Regions from separate parts of the Mus musculus genome. Here region 1 is linked to region 2. Evidence: chromatin contacts called from public HiChIP or PLAC-seq data. All regions are on one chromosome and are shown on one strand. The core of a region is the stretch at or near the end of the contact, and the rest is flanking DNA. Distances in the headings are between cores, read along the strand shown. Region 1 holds the start of Pou4f1 (POU domain, class 4, transcription factor 1). Region 2 overlaps D130079A08Rik (RIKEN cDNA D130079A08 gene).

Evidence for each region. HiChIP or PLAC-seq counts read pairs in DNA pulled down with a chosen protein or histone mark.
Region 1: an H3K4me3 HiChIP or PLAC-seq map of neural tube shows a contact between it and region 2, with 2.4 times the contacts expected there. The contact joins the promoter of Pou4f1 here to the enhancer-like site in region 2. A contact is called at or near these places in 2 of 484 Hi-C or Micro-C datasets (embryonic cerebral cortex and neural progenitor cells) and 4 of 115 datasets of contacts at active chromatin or transcription factors (astrocytes, embryonic hindbrain, embryonic midbrain and 1 more).

The regions. Positions count from the first base shown.
Region 1 is chr14:104,463,174-104,469,674 of GRCm38.p6, forward strand. It overlaps Pou4f1 (POU domain, class 4, transcription factor 1), which reads right to left and starts at 4,826. Exons shown (of 3, transcript NM_011143.4): 1 at 4,438-4,826; 2 at 2,512-3,698; 3 at 1-1,371. The coding sequence starts at 4,560. The coding sequence ends at 2,556.
Region 2 is chr14:104,296,044-104,302,507 of GRCm38.p6, forward strand. It overlaps D130079A08Rik (RIKEN cDNA D130079A08 gene), which reads right to left. Exons shown (of 5, transcript NR_168067.1): 2 at 3,722-3,887. Among named protein-coding and RNA genes, the nearest start is that of Gm52151, 110 kb to the left of the region's middle. Within about 2 kb of position 2,463, at least 14 of the 459 cell types and tissues checked have an H3K27ac peak or open chromatin away from gene starts, as enhancers often do. A contact at or near this core is called in neural tube, where this site is marked.

The DNA of each region.
Region 1 (6,501 bases), core at 3,576-6,075, 170 kb after region 2:
AAGTGGCTTAAAAGCTTCTGCAGATAAAATTAAAACTTTGATAAAATGGACGAGTAAGTTACCTTCCTCAGAGCACCAGTTCCCATGACCTATCTGAAACTGAATTCTCATTCAGGAAAAACAAACAAACAAACAAACAAACACCAAAACAAAACCCTAAAACTCATCCTTTCACTCCCACTGCCTCCCCTGCCTCCCCCTCTTGCGTGATTTTAAAGTTTGGTTGAGGCTTTCTGTTTGGTGTGGGTTATTTGTTTTGTTTTGTTGTTTTCTCTCATTTGTTGACCGGCCCTACCAGGACTTGGCTCAATATAAACACAAAAATGCACCCAGATCATAAAACTGCTCTTCTTTCAGTCATGTTTTATTTGGAAGTGGACTGGGACACATCTCCCTGTTGTATGTTGGCGCACAGAAATGGTTCTGATGGGGTGGGGTGGGGGTGGGGGCAATAGAGCGAAGACATAACCAAGGAGAGAGCTCTGCAGACACAACATGGACAGGAGGATCAGTCAGTGAGACATTTCAGGATTAACACTGGCAGTTTGTAACCACTGTGTGTGGGCCTGTGCATGAAAGAAAATATTTACAATAATGTGTTTTCAGTGGAAACAGGCAGTAGACTGTGAAATCACACTATCCACAAAAAAATGGTCTACCAGAAAGCTAGCCCAGTTTAGTGCTCAGTTTCAAATGCATAGAATGTTTTGTGCTGCAAACAATGACATACAACATAATTAAATAAATAACAACGCCTACCCAGAGTGAGACCTAATCACATTTCTTTCTGCACCTTTCGAGCCATGCATGATTTCAGTCTTGTTAAACAGTGCTTCCCCCCTTATCTCTTCCGTTTTCATCTTTAGTTATGGTTAAATGATAGTAACAGACCATCTCCACATGAGATCCAAAGGGGATCTTCTACACAACAAAGCAGGCATTTCACTAAACCACATTTCTCTCTCTCTCTCTTTCTTTCTCAAACTGTCTTTCTCAAAAAATTTTTCCTTAAAATCCGTCAGCAGCTTGGATTATTAGTATGAAATATCACACATGATTTTCTATTTTGGAAACTCATAGTGCAAATTGAAGTTTTTGTGACTCAACATTTATCCCCGGTAATAAATGATCCTTGAATAACAACAACAAGAACAACAACAACAACAGGGAAACACTGTTCCCCTTCCCCCAGGTAAGTGCAGACCTATTTGAAACGAACAAGGTGGGAGGGGCTTTAAATCTTTAAATCTCTTCCTTTCTTCTGGGATTTTAGGTGATTTTTCTTACATGGGACTCCTGCCCCCAAATGAGAGCAGAAACTTCTCAGCTTTTCAACAACTTCACGGTTCTCCAAAGGAGGGAGACAGGGACCTAGAAGAGCGAGATGGGCTGTATTCAGTGGAGAGAAGTGGAAACGGAAGCAAGTTTCTTCCCTAAGATCTCCCACCCTCTCTTAATAAGTGCGATGGCAGAGTTTGAATCCGAACTAAAAAAAAAAAAAAAAAAAAAAACAGAGGGCACTCTAAAGTTCTAGAAGTAGGATGGGGGGGGGGGGACACTGTCAGATAATTTGTTCATGGATCCATGAAGAAAATTATAAAAGTAAAACCCTACTGTAGGTATGGTCATTTAATTATCCCAGAATAAATTCTTTTTTTTTTTCGGAGAACCTAATTTCTGTCTTTTGAGTTCTCATTGCCTCAAGACCTGACCAAGACCACAAGACTGAGGCCATTGGCTCCTGGGAAATGAAGATTCGGTGTGAATGACCAGGCAGCCTCCCCAAGCGCATGTAAGCTAAGCTCCAGATGCTGAGTGGAAGCCAAGCCTGGAGTCTCTTTGGAAGAGAGGAAATAAACCAAAGAGGGTGCAGGTGTGAGACTTTAGAAGGGAAAGTTAAACACAGGACTAGCTTTCTGCCCGGAAGCTCAAGGTGCAGGCTGATAGATTTCCTATGTGACTCACTTGTGCTTGGGAAGTTGGGGCGGTGGTAGTAATGGTACTGCTGCTTTCTCTTCCTTGGGGGTAAACGAGGCTGCAGAATACTGCTCCCAGGAGTTAAGTTCCTAAAGCATCTTTGCCCCCCCCCTTATTTGTCTAGTGTTTTATGTTTTGTTTTTGGTGATGGTTGGTAGTTTTATCTTTGTACATAGTTCCTTGGTCCCCAGATGATTTTGTAAGTGTCTCTGGTCAAGATCCCCAGTTCTTCACCCATCTTTCCCTCCCACCCTGCTCCCCAGAACCATCCTGCTTCTCGAAACCCCCCCAGCTCCAGTCTTTGCGTTTCTCCCCCACCCCCCAGGCCCTGCTCACCTAAACGTCCCCCATTCTCTCCTGCCATCCCAAACTTTCTCCACACCCACACCCCTGTTCTCTAGGCTGGGGGACAGCTAGGGCCGGGTGCAGAGTGGAGCTGAGGGAAGGGCAAGAAAAGGAACTCCCCAAATGCAGGCAGGATAACGGACAGTCTAAATGAGGGGAAGTGGGCCAGAGGGAGCCCCAGAAACGCACCCCTCAGCTCCCCAGTGTGCCCCACCCGGCGTCTCACACCCTCCTCAGTAAGTGGCAGAGAATTTCATCCGCTTCTGCTTCTGTCTCTGGTTGCAAAACCACACCCGCACCACGTTCTTTTTGAGGTCCAGTTTCTCGGCGATGGCGGCGATCTTCTCAGACGAGGGCCGGGGTTGTACGGCAAAATAGGCCTCGAGGGAGCGCTTCTCGGGCGCGGCGATGGAAGTCCGCTTGCGCTTCTTCTCGCCGCCGTTGAAGAGCTCCGGCTTGTTCATTTTCTCACGCTGCGCGCCCTCGGCCTCCTCCAGCCACGCCTGCAGGATGGGCTTGAGCGCGATCATGTTGTTGTGCGAGAGCGTGAGCGACTCGAACCTGCAGATGGTGCTCTGGCTGAGCGAGCCCACGCCCGGGATCTTGAGGTTGGCCAGCGCCGAGCCCACGTCGGCCTGCGTCACGCCCAGCTTGATGCGCCGCTGCTTGAAGCGCTCGGCGAACGCCTCGAGCTCGCGCGGGTCCGTGTCCGAGTCGCAGATGGACGCCAGGCCCGCCGCGCCCACCACCGCCGCCGCGGCCGACGCCGCCGCCACCTGCCCCGCCGCCGCCGCCGCCGCTGCCGCCGCCGCGCCGTGGTGCGCCGCCGCGGCCACGAGCCCGGGATGCGGCAGCCCGGACGGCATGTTCATGGCCGCCGCCGCCGCGGGGTGCGACAGGTGGCCCAGGCCGTGCATGTGCGGGTGCGGATGCGCCGAGCCGCCCAAGAGCCCGCCGCCCGGGCCGCCGCCGCCGCCCCCCGGGCCGCCGCCGCCGCCGCCACCCCCGGGGCCGCCGCCGCCCGGGCCACCGCCGCCCCCCGGTCCGCCTCCGCCCCCGGGGCCGTCGTGGGCGCCGCCGCCGCCTCCCGCCGCGCCTGCGCCCCCTGCGCCGGCCATGAGCGCGAGCGACGGCGACGAGATGTGGTCCAGCAGGTCACCGGGCTCGAGCGCCTGGTGGTGGTGGTGGTGGTGGTGGTGGTGCGCCAGCGGCACGGTGGACGTGGACGTGCAGGGCACGCTATTCATCGTGTGGTACGTGGCGTCCGGCTTGAAAGGGTGGCTCTTGCCCTGGGACACCGCGATGTCCACGGCCGCCAGCGCCTCGGCCCGCGCCAGCAGCGTCTCGTCCAGGCTGGCGAAGAGGTTGCTCTGCAGCTGCAGGCGACACAAACCAAACCAAAAAGAAAAGGAAAGAAAAAAAAAAGAAGAAAGAAAAAGAAAAAAAAAGAAAAAAGGGGGGACAAACACCAAAGAAACCACAAAACAAACACACAAGCAGGAAAGCACGGGCAAAAGGCAAAACACAAAGCGACCAAAATAACAACGGGGGGTGGGAAGAGCAGGGTCAACGGAGGACCGGGGGACGATTTGAGAACATGCCGGGGTGGGGGAAATAGAAGGGGAGAGGCACAGGGCCAGGGAAGGGTAGAAGGGGACGCACACGGAAACACATTCCGGGGAAGACAGTGGGAGACGACAAAAAAGAGCGAAAAGAAGAAGAAAAAGAAGAAATGGAGATGTCACTCGAAGCTAAGGACCCGTGCCACACACCCGAACGAGAAAGCGAGCGAGCGAGCGAGCGAGCGAGCGAGCGAGCAGAGATCGCCTTGTGCAGGCGTAAAATTAACCGACAAAGTGGAGCCAAGTCGACAGCCGCGGCCCGAGAGCTCCCCGCGGATGGCAGGCGCTGGACAGAGGCACAGGCGGATGGGACCCGGGCCTCCAGCGGCCCCGGGCCACGCGTGCCTGGCAGCGGGATCCCTCTAAGAGCAGTCCCGCCCGCGGGAGCGGGGCCCGGAGCCGCCCGGGGCAGCTGCCGCCAGGCAGCGGCGCGGAGCGGGGGAGGGGGCGAGCGCGCGGGCCGGGACCGGGGCCGCGGGCGTGGGGCGCTTACCGGCGGCGTGGGCAGGCAGGCCCGCCGGATGGCCTCGGAGCTGGAGTGCAGCGACGGGTACTTGTGCTCAGGGAGGGTGGGATGCATGGCAAAGTGAGGCTGCTTGCTGTTCATGGACATCATCTTGGCGCCTTGGCATGTAAAAATCCACAAAACACTCGCAAAGTCCGCGGCAAAGTGCGCACGCCGGCTCGCCCGGCCTCCGTCCCGAGGCTGCGCTCGCTCGCACTGCTCGGCGGCTCCGCTCGGAGGCTCGCCGCGGGGGCTGCTGCTGCTGCTGCTGCCGCTGCTGCGCCGGCGAGCGCAGCCCGCTGCCTCGGACCGACCGCGCAGAGCGCCCGCCCGCCGGCCCGCGCGCAGGTCCCGCGATCCCGCTTCTCCGAGAGCTCTAGCCCCGGCGCGCCGACGGGCTGCGCTCCTCTTACACCTGAGCCCCACTTCTCGCGGCCGGCCCGGGCAGCTCTCGCGAGAGCTCGCGGGCCCCGCCGCGCTGACAGACAGCAGCTGTCTCCGTCTGTCTGGCGCGCGCCCTCCCCGCGGCCGCGGCGCCGTGCTTGGGCGAGCGAGCGGGCGGGCGGGCGCGCGCGCGCTCGTCGAGCCGCGACCGGCGGCGGCGCGTGGGAGCCGCTCTTATAGTGACCACCAGCAAGGACAAGGCAGGTGATGCACCTGTAGCTGGCCAGGCATGCGCGCTGCAGGTCCCACCTTGCCTCCGCCGGTCTGCAAAGATCAAAAAGGGCCCGTTATTGTTGAAGGGTAGGAACCTTTTGGAGGAAGAAAGCCAGGATGCAAGCACTCCTCTCGGGTGTGTTTTCCTCCCAGAATATATGCGCATTATTTAGGCACACCTCCACTACCCGGTGCCTAACAAGCTGTTATATAATGTATACAGAGAGGCATTTGTATGTTAAATTATGCCCGTGCATTCCTCTGTATATGGAGAAAAATAGCAACACAGAAATGCGCTGTGGATGATGCTGTCTTTATGCTGCAAGAACCTGTTTCTTTCATGGTTTATAAATAGGCTCCCGGAGAATAATAGCCATGACAGACAGTTGTTTGAAGCAGTCAGACGCTATTGATTTCCACGTAATTTAATTTCTCTGCATACTTTGTTGTTGTGAATATAACTGTGTCAGGCACCACCAGTGACAGTCACTTAGGAGCAGTAAGGAGTGTGTGCTTTCTACTCGGGAAAAGCTGTTGAAATGAAATTGTGCATTTCTCTTATTGTTTGTCTCCTTTAACCGTGTACAAACTCACATTTCAAAGGAGCTCTAGGTGATCTGAGGCTTTGAGTCATCAAAAAGGAAAAATAGTAAACAGGGTGTAGCCGAGATCTTTATCTTTTCCTCTCCAGTGAGACACACACACACACACACACACACACACACTTTTTTCCCCCCTGGAAACTCCAGGAAAAGAAATCCACTTCAGAGAAAAGGGAATAAGATGTTGAAAAGAGAACTTTCTTTCACATCGCTTTGGACCCTTGCTTTTTATATCTGCCTGCTTACAGTATTTTTCTTACCTGGGATACAGAATGAAGCTAATCTATAGATTGTAATTCAAAATGTAAATTCAAATCAGATAGAAGGAACTGGTATGCTATCTAGTCCAGCCTTCAATAATAGTAACAACAACAACTGTGAAATGAAGACCTATGAAGAAGAAATAAATTAATGAACCTGTTATATTACCCTCATGTAGCAGCAGATCAAGGGCCTCTCTGGGGAGCCTCAGCTTGGGTGCCTAAGTCCCTAAGGATACAGTCCTTGCCTAGGGTGATAATAACGGTCCAGATGTTATCACATCTGCTGGCTAGAGAGCCTGAGAGAGACAAGAAACTGCTTATGGGAAGCAGAGATCAGATACATAATCTTTCAGGTCACTCGCACAACAAGAAGGTCTGCATTTCCACCAAAGAGGAGATCTCATTTCTGCAAACCCAAATCTTTGGTCCAGCAGATTTGTATTTTTCCTTTGCTTTAGAGAGTGTATATCTTCAGGACACCCACGAGTTTATTCAGATTCCAAGAAGAGCCCACAGACATCACTGGCTTT
Region 2 (6,464 bases), core at 1,213-3,712:
ATTATCTGGCAAACTAGTTACACATTTAATAAGGTTTTGCCGTATAAATTATAAATGAAATAAACAATTCTGTCACCATGGTGTGCAATGAACACACCACATGTTACATGTAAATATATTAGTCATTTGCCTTTTGTTTATGTGTCACTGAAATCCATTTTCTTTACGCTGTATTTTCTATTCCCGATGGGTTCCAGAGTCATTTTAGTTCTGCGCACAACGGCCTTTAAAGTGGAATGATGTTGTTATTGTCCTCTTCCTGCCCAGTTTTAATAACACCTGCTCTTTGTGCCAGTTTCATTTACTGCTGCAAATTGTTAACTCAACAGAGAACAACAACAAAAACAAAACAAAAAAAAAAACAGAACAAAACAAAAAACCCTAATGATAATTGTGACTCCAGAAAGGACCCGGGTGATGTATTGACACAATACAGAGAACATATTGGAACCAGTTTTATTCTCAATATTTCCCCCAAATTAAATACACCCATAAAGCAAGTCTCCCTCCACTCTCAGCCCAAACTCTTAGCTTCTAACGATATAATTAAAAAAAGAAAAAGGAAAAGAATCAACAACTCGGCCTTTCAAGTGGTGGCATTTTTATTTTAAGCAGAGCGGGGCGGCATAGATGTATGGAGGATGCAAATGTAGATCCTTCCCATGGCTCTCCACAGTGTGACAGCTGTGGACGGGATCAAGACAAAGGCAGTGACTGCTCCAAGAAAATGATGGCTTGGGCATCTCCAGCCCAATCAATAATCTGGCTTGTTCAGGTCAATCACTTCATGGCCGTATTTAGTTGGAGCCAGTCAACCATTATTAGTTTGACACCCAGAGGCTATTTCTTGCTGCTGTGGACGGTGGAGAGACCTTATGCATATCTCTTCAGAAGCAAGTGTAGAGAGAGTATTTGTAATGATGGGACCATCACATAGACTTTAGAGAGAGTCCAATTTGTCAGGACTGGACTGATACCACATCACAGGCCAATTTGCGCTAATATCACCTAATATTTCATCCACTGCAAGACTTTATGGAAATGTTTTGAAGCCTCTATTGTAACTCATTAGGACTTAGGATCAGGGGCTAGGAAGAGGGATAGAGATGTCTTATATTTCTAGATGATCGCCCAAAGGAGTTAATAATTTAACCTTCCCCAACCATTTGGTTCCATTCTTACCTTACCCTGACAGATTACCAACATAATCGTGGAAAGCTCTTTCCCAGACAGAAAAGACAGGCTGTCCATAATCACTATTTCAGGTTAGTTACAGGCTAATGTTTTCATGATCTCATCAGAGATATGGTTAAAAGTGGGGTCCAGAATGCATCCAAAAGCATTATAAATTACTAAACGGGCAATAGGGTTAGCCAGGGAGAGCTATTTCTAGCTGCATGCAGGTTTCATCTCTGCAGCCCGTGGAAGGCATTCAGTTGCCCACCGTGGCTTTCACATATGCACACTGATGGGAAACAGTTTGTGGAGAGGAGGAATCCGCAGGAGGCCGTGGAAAAGGCTCTTGCTGTCGGATCTTTCCCTTATCAGGTTTTACTGTTTCTCCTGGACGGCATGCCATCGAGTATAATAAATCTCAGTTTGTTTATATTCTGAGTCTGTATTTGCACTTTGGTGATTATATTTGAATTCATGCAAAGATCTCTTTTTTTAAGAACTCCAACATAATCTTCTCATTAATCCTGCCCTGTTTGTCTGTTATTAATAGGCCACTGTACAATGTATTCTGCTGCAAAACTCCACCAGGCACGACTAATTCAGATAATTAATTTGCTAGAACATTAACACCATCAAATGAGCCTGCTAAACCGGTAAATTTAAAGTAAATTAAACTTAATGTGCAGGTTATTGCAATTAAGTCTGCCTTGTCTTTCTGAGGGATTTCAACATCCTCAGTATTTAAGAGGCACTCATAATGCATGCAAGTGGGCGGGCTTTTTGGCTAATTAACACAAGAGTCTAATCTGCTTTTCAATTAGGATGGATGTTTATAATGTGCGGGTGACAGTGTTGCGATCCCATGCAGCCTAACAGGAGTGCACAGCATAATTATAGCTGAAAAGAGAGGCTCATGCAGGGCCTTTTTAGGGGTTAATGAGACATCGGCAGCTTCCAGCTGAGGAGATCGAGCCAGTTTAGTGTAGCTTCAAGAGGAAACCACCCATAGGGGTTTCCTTTGAAGTGTCAAAAGGTCCCCTTGTTCTGGGTGGCTTATGTTTCATTTGTCTGAGTGGCATATCAAAAATTGATGAGCTGCCAGCAGCAGTCCCTATGACATTAATTCACCAATTGTGTTTCTAATAGTTTCATCCTTAAATAAATTTGGATGATGAGAATGGTAAGGAGAGTCAAGGTTCTGAAAACAATGAACAGGGCCAGGCCAGTGTTCAGTTTTTATACAGTAGAGAGGAGTGTAGCGGTGGTAAATGTTAATGGCAGGCCAGGCCTGCTGTACTCTGGGTTATTAGCCAGTGCAAGACAAAGATGCATTGTGCCAGGGCCCTCTATTCAACAACAGTGGCTCAGACAGCAATAAAGACGTGGCCTTCATTGACACGTGGTTTAAACTCTAAATACTTGAGAGAAAAGTCTCACACAAGGCTTTAGAAGATGAAACGTGGAGGAAGTTGAGCTGAGTGTTCCTACAAAACCCTGATACAAAATCATATGCAACCAGGACTGAGGCCAAGAGATAAAAACATAATAAGAATGCCACAGTAAAAAAATAGCTATTGTCTCTTGGATCTAGAATAAACCACAGGCCAAGGTGTTACACAGTCTGAAGCTAAGTTGTTGCAAGGCACATACGATGGTCCTCCTCCAGTACCATTAGGATCTAGCTCATATATAGACAGGCATGCCAATTAACTATACTTCCAGGGCTTCAAAACTCAGTGGAGATATACTTGTTAAAGATTAGAACTATGCCAAGGATGAAGACCAGACCTACCATGCATGCCTCCAAGTGACCTGGGTACAACCACAAGGTTTGGAAGAGCTAATGCTAAACTTTCGAGATACTTAGGTGAGCGCAAAAAAGTGAAGACACCAAAAGCCTGCCCTGAAGTAAAGTTGCTCACACTTCAGTACTGCATGTGTCTCTTAAGGGTAACAAATTATGTATGATGGTTATAAAGAGGATTGCAAAGGTGTCTTTCCTCTGGACTTTATATAACATAAATGAAGCAAATTATTGCTGAATAAAACGGTTCTGTTTCACAGACACGAATGAGGAAGTCACAGATTGTATTCCAGTTTCTGGGGAAATGACTAATATAATTACCCAAGTTAGTTGTGAACTTTCCTAAACTACTAGGCTTATATACGTAACTGTGTTATAGTTGTGACATATTATAACAAATACTGATAAGGAAAAGCATTGATGTATACATTCATGCATTTATGTTTTGGGCACCATTGCTGTTGCTGCTGCTGTTACTGTTGCTGCAGTTGCTATCTGAAAAAAACCTGTGCAATTAGCCAAGACAAGAGAGAAGGAAGCTCCTGTCACTGTGATAGAAAGATGGCAGTAAATTTGAGACAGAATAATTGAGAGAGAATGAGTGTCTTAAGGGGTGACTTTAAACTGAATGTGAAGGCAAGATTTTTGCAAAGAAGCAACATTGATACTGAAATCTAAACTGTATTATAAAGTTTTAAGCAAAACATGATCTATTTTTCAAAAGATAATTTTGTATATTACCTGGAAACTGGAAGTAGCCTAGAAGAATATCAGCCATGAACTGTGAAGCGTCTCCATTCCTACTTCTATGAAGCATCTCCATCCTTCTTTCTAATGTCCTTCAGATGACACTACCTACATCCAATTTCTGGACTCAAAATATCACACAGAAGTTTGACAAATATTGCTGCGTAAGAAAGAGAATTCTGGAATAAATCATTTTACATTTAACTGGGAGTACAGAGTTGTAACTCAAACACAAGAGTATGGATTTGCGATTTCAAGAGGGATTTCATGTTATTGGAAGCCAAAAGGAGATACATCTTTATATGTCCCTCAATAAACAACATATAATTTTGTATTCAGAGCTGAAGATGTAAGCCCAGAGTTATCAACACATACTCAAAAACATGGGGTAGCAAATCCTGCCTGGTGAAGAATACACAGGAAGTAGTGGAGTCCCATCATTAACTTACAGAGAACAAGACATGTCAGCCATGGAGACAGAAGCTGAATGGCCACTGAGGTCAGGGGAGCAAACATGAATATGAAGGAGAGTGACATTGCAAACAAAGGGGACAGCTTCAAGAAAAACACAGCAGCCAGCTGTGTGGAATGCTAATGAGAGGCCGAATAAGATGAAAAGACACAAATGTCTACCAGATTTAGCATCATGACGGTCAGTTGTGACCTTGACAGGAGTCATTTTCATGATGTGAGGGGCAGACGGAAACCTGCTTGAGGAAGGAATGGTTGATGAGGAGGTCGAGGTAGCTTCCACAGGCAACCGTGGGTGATTAGCAATCATGGTGGCTGGCAGGACATAAGATCCAAGAGATACTTCTCAACAGAGAAGAACTTGGAGTATGTTAGTGACAACAATCTGGGAAACAGAAAGTCTCTGACAGAGAAAAGTAAAGAAGACAATAGGGAACCCAAATGTGGGAAGGGGGAAGATCGGCCTTTGATGAGACCCAAAGTCCTGGAAACTCAAAGAGAATCAGTATGGGAAGAGGCTCAGGAAAGGGTCAAGAGGAGAGAAGAGTCCGGAGAAATAGTTCTTGAGAATCAAAAAAAAAAAAAAAAAAAAAAAACAAAAACAAACAAACCAAAAATAATAGTGTCCAACTTTCCGTGTGTTTCACAAGTTGATGCATACTTAATGAAAATGGAAAAATAAAGAGATGAGTACTTGTATTTCAAGAATAATGCAGTGCTTCAATGGTGGGGGAAAAAACAACTTTATTTCACTGTGGATTAAAAAAAACTATGATAAGACTTGTAATCTGTAATAACCTATCTGGTCCTAGGGACCTTACTGTTATCAATTAGAGACAGTTCTTCTGTGCCAGACATTTGATGAAAAGTCACTTAGGGGCTTATGGTTTGTGTCCATGTTGGCCATTGTTGCCCTATTCTAGTGGGTCCTTAGTGGCTCATCTTCAAATGTGCCTAGGTATTTGTTTCTTTAAGACATAAGCTCTCTTTTAACTTCATTAACTGCTGTATGAATTGAAAAGAAGCCTTATTCCTTTTTCTAGGGAAACAACACATAATTTATTATCCAGTAACAAATGGTTGGCCCTGGGAACATACATACAAGCAACATTATGTAGACAGAGTGAGTAATATTTAAGGGTAAGTTATATATCATATATACATGTATATGTATATATGTATAACAACATGGTATATATATATACCATGTATATATATGTGTGTAGTTGAGAAATTATTGAGAAAACAGGCCATGTATTTGAAATAAAGCAAGGAGGGGCATGTGGAAGGGTTTGGTAGGAGGAAAGGGACAGGAGAAATGGTATAATTATGTTATATTCTCAAAAATAAAAGAAAAATGATCTTGAAAAAGATTAAGCAAAGTAATTTTATATTTTTGAGAACTTCATACATGAGCCCTGCATCTATATCACTTCTGCCCCCTCTCTCATATATATATATATATATATATATATATATATATATATATATATATATATATGTGGGTATGTGGGTATGTATACATGTGCATATACATGTTAATGTTCATTTACATATATCCATATGTATATTCAACTTAATAAGTCAATTTATCTCTGCTTGTATGTATATACATGTGTCGAGGAACGACTACTCGGATTGTACAATACATGTGGGAGGTCATGCTTGGTGGAGACTGGCCCTCTCTTAGATGACACTAACAATTTGTAGCTCTTCATTTAAAAGTGGAGCCTTGTGAGATTTCCCCTGTTTCTATTTATAGGTCAACTGATAGTATTGTTGTGCAGGTATTGTTCAGACAATCATAATGTTCAGAGTTCATGCTGCAGATTCCTGGTCATACATAAAAAGCACTACCTCACAGCAGACACCCTGATATTCTGGCTCTTAGCATCTTTCTGACTCCTTCTCCACGATTTTGCTTGAGCCATAGGTGTAAACATTACAATAAAGATATATCAGTTGGAGTTTGGCACCCCACAGTTGTTTGTCTGCATTTTGATTAGTTGTGGTTTTCTGTGATAGTTTCCATCATTATAAAATGAAATTTCTCTGACAAGGACTGAGAGATGCAGCTGTCTGTAGGTATAAGGGTATTTAGAACAGATTTAGAAATTTTATTGGCTCAGGAACACAAGAAGAATCATCTTCTTGAGTCTATGGCCTTTCCAGAAATTCATTGCTGCTGTACGAGCTTTATGCCAATTCATTTGTTGGTTACCCTAATGAGTGTAGTGCCACTATTGCTCAATCTTGCTGATCTAGT